2 separate regions of the Mus musculus genome follow, and region 1 is linked to region 2. Evidence: chromatin contacts called from public HiChIP or PLAC-seq data. All regions are on one chromosome and are shown on one strand. The core of a region is the stretch at or near the end of the contact, and the rest is flanking DNA. Distances in the headings are between cores, read along the strand shown.

The links. HiChIP or PLAC-seq counts read pairs in DNA pulled down with a chosen protein or histone mark.
Region 1: a contact with region 2 is called in a BATF HiChIP or PLAC-seq map of CD8 T cells, with 8 read pairs. The contact joins two enhancer-like sites. A contact is called at or near these places in 1 of 15 datasets of contacts at CTCF or cohesin (large pre-B cells), 3 of 484 Hi-C or Micro-C datasets (the CH12 cell line, Th1 cells and Th2 cells), 3 of 115 datasets of contacts at active chromatin or transcription factors (CD8 T cells, large pre-B cells and regulatory T cells) and 1 of 9 other capture datasets (embryonic stem cells).

What each region holds. Positions count from the first base shown.
Region 1 is chr15:9,553,567-9,556,298 of GRCm38.p6, reverse strand. No RefSeq gene overlaps it. Among named protein-coding and RNA genes, the nearest start is that of Il7r, 25 kb to the right of the region's middle. Within about 2 kb of position 1,283, at least 24 of the 459 cell types and tissues checked have an H3K27ac peak or open chromatin away from gene starts, as enhancers often do. A contact at or near this core is called in CD8 T cells and Th2 cells, where this site is marked.
Region 2 is chr15:9,454,057-9,456,820 of GRCm38.p6, reverse strand. The region is part of intron 1 of Capsl (calcyphosine-like); the gene reads right to left. Among named protein-coding and RNA genes, the nearest start is that of Capsl, 19 kb to the right of the region's middle. Within about 2 kb of position 1,375, at least 86 of the 459 cell types and tissues checked have an H3K27ac peak or open chromatin away from gene starts, as enhancers often do. A contact at or near this core is called in CD8 T cells and Th2 cells, where this site is marked.

The DNA of each region.
Region 1 (2,732 bases), core at 34-2,533, 100 kb before region 2:
CATGGTAATCCTGCCCAAGCCCCAATGCCCAAAAAGAAACTGTCAGTGCAGTGTCCTCTTGGTCAGACATGCTCGCCATCACACTTCATAGCACTGTGAAATGCAGGACAGTTTTAAAGATGAACTATCTCTGACTCATATGTACATATATGATCATATCACCATGTGACGTGACATATGAGATCTTGGTCAACTTTATGGGAATCTCATGAGTCATGAGTCATGTGTAATTCTTAAATCACGTCTTCTGTACTCTGATTCATCTCTTCCTATGGTAATGCTGTGATTTTAGTCATTCACAACATGATGATAAAGTATAATATCTTTGTCAATAGTTGTTAGACAGGATTGTCCAAGAGAATCTCAAAACATTATAGACTCTTTCTACTGCCCTTGAATATTTCTTTCCAGAGGTTGAACATAAATCCCTATTGCTGGAGATACCACACATTTCAGACAGAGTTAGCAGACCTGAAAGCCTTCTCCCTGAGGGCTAGTTTCCATGGTGCCAGATGCAAGCTTCTGAAGAAGAGAAGCAACTAATAGTCTTATACAGCTATGATGCTTGTGAACTACAATAATAATCAACACAGCACAATATCCATAAAGGTACAACAGTGGCATACACACCTTAACAGTAACCACTAGCTTTTCAGATGTGGTTGGGAAAGAGGATAGGGAGTGGAAGAGAGAAACAGGATCAGGTATTGGGGGAGAACAGGGCTGAAGCCCCATGGGCCAGCAAAAAGAATAGAAATTGGCAACCTCAGGAGGGAGGAGATTGGGGGACCCTCTGGAATGTACCAGAGACTTGGGAGATGAGAGACTCTCAGGTCTCAAAGGGAGGGACCTTAGGTAAAATGCCCTACAGTGGGGAGAGGGAACTTATAGAGTCCACCTCCAGTAGAAAGACAGGGCATCAAGTGAAAGGATGTGGTTGCCATGCCACAATCAAAAACTCTGACCCAGAATTGTTCCTGTCTGAAAGAACTTCAGGGATAAAAATGGAGAAGAGCCTGAGGAAAAGGAGTTTCAATAACAGGTCCAAATTAGGATCCAGCTAAGGGGGAGGCCCCAAGGCCTGACACTAATACTGATGCTATGGTGTGCTTACAGACAGGAAGCTAGCATGGCTGCCCTCTGAGAGACCCAACAAGCAGCTGAAAGAGTCAGATGCAGATATTTACACTTAACCAATGGACAGAAGCTACTGACTCCTGTGGTTGAAAAGCTGAAGAACCTAAGGAAGAGGGCAACCCCACAGGAAGACCAGCAGTCTCAACTAACCTGGACCCATGAGATTGCTCAGACACTGATCGTGCAGACGCAGGCTGCACACAACAGCTTATATGAGGCCCCCAACACACATACAACAGAGGATTGCCAGGTTTGGTCCCAGTCAGAGAAGATGCACCTAATCCTCCAGAGACATGGAGCCCCAGGAAGTGGGGAAGGCTGGTGGGGGGGTTGGTGTGGGAGAATCCTCTTGGAGACAGGGGATGTGGTGGGATGTGAAACAGTCAGCAGTGGACCTGGAGGGGGATAAAGCCTGTACAGTAAAAAAAAAAAAAGGATTAAAGAATAAATAAAATTAAAAACAGAAAAAAGAGAAGAAATATAATATCACAAAAAATATGGAAGAAAATTGTTCCTGGTATTGAAAATAGATCTTAGAGGAGAATCTGCTGTATTGCTCACCACTGTACTGAACCAGTTCTCAGACAGTTCTGTGACACAGTGCTGGCAAGAATGACTGTGTGAGTGGCATACAGCACATGTGACAAGATGGTGCGTGTGACATCGGATGGAGGACATGATAGCGGTCAGGATAGGGACTATGACAGGCTTCTTTCTAGAGTCATAAGGCTAGTCTAGGAGGGCAGGTCCTCTAGGTAGTAAGAAAGAACACTCATCCTACAGATGGATGCAGTGCAGAGTGAGAACATTTTAGCACAAACATAGGTTGTGAAAACAGATAGGAATCTTGACCACAGAAGGTGGGCTTGGGATGTGGGAAGAGCAGATTGCCAGTTGGGCCTAAGGTTGACAAGGAAAGGGATCCAAGATGAGTGGCAACAGTTCAGTGCGGAGTTGTCCTTAGGTCATCTAGATAGGGAAGAGAAATCTGAGCTCCAGAGGGTGCTTGATTTATATATATATTTTTTTTTTCCATTTTTATTAGGTATTTAGCTCATTTACATTTCCAATGCTATACCAAAAGTCCCCCATATCCACCCACCCCCACTCCCCTGCCCACCCACTCCCCCTTTTTGGCCCTGGCGTTCCCCTGTACTGGGGCATATAAAGTTTGCAAGTCCAATGGGCCTCTCTTTCCAGTGATGGCTGACTAGGCCATCTTTTGATACATATGCAGCTAGAGTCAAGAGCTCCGGGGTACTGGTTAGTTCATAATGTTGTTCCACCTATAGGGTTGCAGATCCCTTTAGCTCCTTGGCTACTTTCTCTAGCTCCTCCATTGGGAGCCCTATGATCCATCCATTAGCTGACTGTGAGCATCCACTTCTGTGTTTGCTAGGCCCCGGCATAGTCTCACAAGAGACAGCTACATCTGGGTCCTTTCAATAAAATCTTGCTAGTGTATGCAATGGTGTCAGCGTTTGGATGCTGATTATGGGGTGGATCCCTGGATATGGCAGTCTCTACATGGTCCATCCTTTCATCTCAGCTCCAAACTTTGTCTCTGTAACTCCTTCCATGGGTGTTTTGTTCCC
Region 2 (2,764 bases), core at 126-2,625:
TGTCTCCATCTCTCTCTCTCTCTCTCTCTCTCTCTCTCTCTCTCTCACACACACACACACACACACACACACACACACACACACTCACACCTTTCTCCATTTGTTTTTGTTTGTGTAATAAATATTCAGATATAGAAGAAGGTAACCTGGGCAGTCCAGACTTAGTTCGCACAGCTCTTACTTCAGTGGAAAAAGCCCAAGACCAAAATCCTAGAGACCTGATTTCTGACAATATCATGATGTCACTGACATCACACCCCACACTAAAGTGTTTCTGAATCCAAAAGACCCTTTGAGCACAACATATGTCAGGTTGGACTTGGCCTACAAAGGAGTCCTTTAAACCTATTCATGGTGAATATGAGCTTACCCCCCAAAGTCTCCACTATTCACTGCTTATGACAATATGGACCAGAGAACACACAGCACCAGGATCTGCTCAGCATCTGATGAGGGACACAGCAGGCATCACATACCACAGCAGGAGCATGCTAGCTCCAGGACCCTTTGCTCTTTTGTCAAGCCATACTATAGTCAATATGGAGATCCCACCTGTAGACTTCCTTTAACTTTAATTTTTATCTCAGAGATCCTACTCAAAAGTGCTATTGATGCATGAAAGGTGGGTGCACATTAGGAACAGGAACCAAAGTATAGATTGGTAAAATAACTTTCCTGCAAGTGGCCTCAAACAGCAGACATTGGACTTTTGAGTCTTAGCAGAACTCTTTCTCTTCCACCATGTGTATCAGCATGTAAGTGAATTTTTCTGGCACTTTCTTATGCAAAATAAAAACAGAGTTTGGGAAGAGCAGATACTGGGAATTGGGACTCTGCCTACTTCTGCCTTCTGAGGCCAATTCTACCAGGGATGATGTAAGCTGATATCTCTGAATATGACTTGATAAATTCAGGGGGGAAATTATAGCCAAGCATGGTGTTTGAAATGCCCATATTAACCATCCTTCTCCATAATTTGGTCCCTCAACTCATCGACAAACAACCAATATTTACTACGTTATGTCCTCTTTTCAATGTACCATCTCAGGCCAGGAGGAAAGAGGGGTACCTGAAAGAACCACGCTCTTAATTTGAATTCTGAGGCCTAATATTAAAGCAGAACAGGACAAAAAAAGTTTTCAGGACCTGGGGTTTGAAAGAAAGGCAGGATAGAGTCCTATTTCTGATAAAGAAATACACACTCAAGAGATCTGAGGTTTCAATGGCACATGCAGCCTCTGGATACAATATCATGATGTCACTGACATCACACCCCACACTAAAGTGTTTCTGAATCCAAAAGACCCTTTGAGCACAACATATGTCAGGTTGGACTTGGCCTACAAAGGAGTCCTTTCTGACGCATGTGACCACAGCACCACCATGTGTTGGCTCAGCATATGTACAGTTCTCTCATCAGAGGCACAGTTCTGTCCATGTCTTCTATGGATGTCTGAGAGATTCATTACCTCTAACCAGTTTGCTAGGTGTGGGGCAACGGAGGACACAGATGGCCTGGAATCCCCCTCTAGTTCCATGACCGAGCTATCCAAGGACGCAGATATCACAGCCCAGCACACGGACTTTCTGAGGTGTCACAATGCCTACATTTTACTCATAATAGAAGGTAAAAGTTATCAAGGCTAGAGCTATGAGACTCTGACAAGGCAGAGCACCATATATTTTAGACGATTGCTGTACCACATGCTTTGGACAAAGCAGAAGAGTAAATAACATAAGTGGACCAATCTTTATTTTCATTCCCTTTGTATGTGTCCATGGACATGTATGTCACATGTGTAAGGGTACACAAGGAGGACAGGAGAGAGCTGGACGCTCTGAATCTGGTTGTGGGTAGGTTTGAGCTGCCTGACATGAGTGTTGAGATCTGACCTAGGGTCTTCTGGAAGGGCAGCAAGTGGTCTGAACTGCTGAACCAAACCATGGAAGGCTGGTGGAGACTGAAAGGAAGTGTTGGAAGGAGAGATGGGGAAAGTATAAAACCAGCCAGGTAACTGACTTCCAATTCAAAGGAGCTTAGGATGAGACTAAGGGATGAAGGTGGACTACAGTGCTTACAAAAAGGAAAGAACAGTGATGTAGAGAACCCTGTGGGTGAATTGAAGAGAAGGTACAGAAGATAAGGTGTGCGACCAAGTGGAGCCTGGTGCATCCAATATGACAGCTGGACCCTTTGGACAGTGATGAATTCATTTAAAATGGCAAGTGACTGAACTGGGAGTTTGAGGGGAAGGGAAGACTAGGGTTACAAAGCTGTTGATTGCCTCTACCTCTCCCTACCCTCGCCCAGCTACACACACAATGGCAAGTGAAGGGGATATCCACAGAGCAGCAGAAGGCAGTGACTGGGAGATCTGGAACAGAGGCTGAGTGGAGTAGCCAGCCACAAAGGAGACTGGTGCACTGGGGCCAAGCTGGCTTGCTCACTCCATCGCTCTTTTGTACAGTTGGCTGCTGCCCCTGACAGAGTTCTCAGCCAGGATTTCCAGCGTTCTTGTCGGATGAGATGTGGAAAGTTGCAATTGCAGGGATCTGCTTCTGAGAGCATGTCTTTTTCTTGTTTTCTTTTCTTTCTTTCTTTTTTTTTTTTTTTTACAATAAAGATAAATTTATTTTGACTATCACGTGAAAAGAGAAAAGAATGATATGTGTCATAAGGAATTTTTTAAACATACAGAAAGATAGATGGACAAATGAATAGATGAATGGATAATAGATAGATAGATAGATAGATAGATAGATA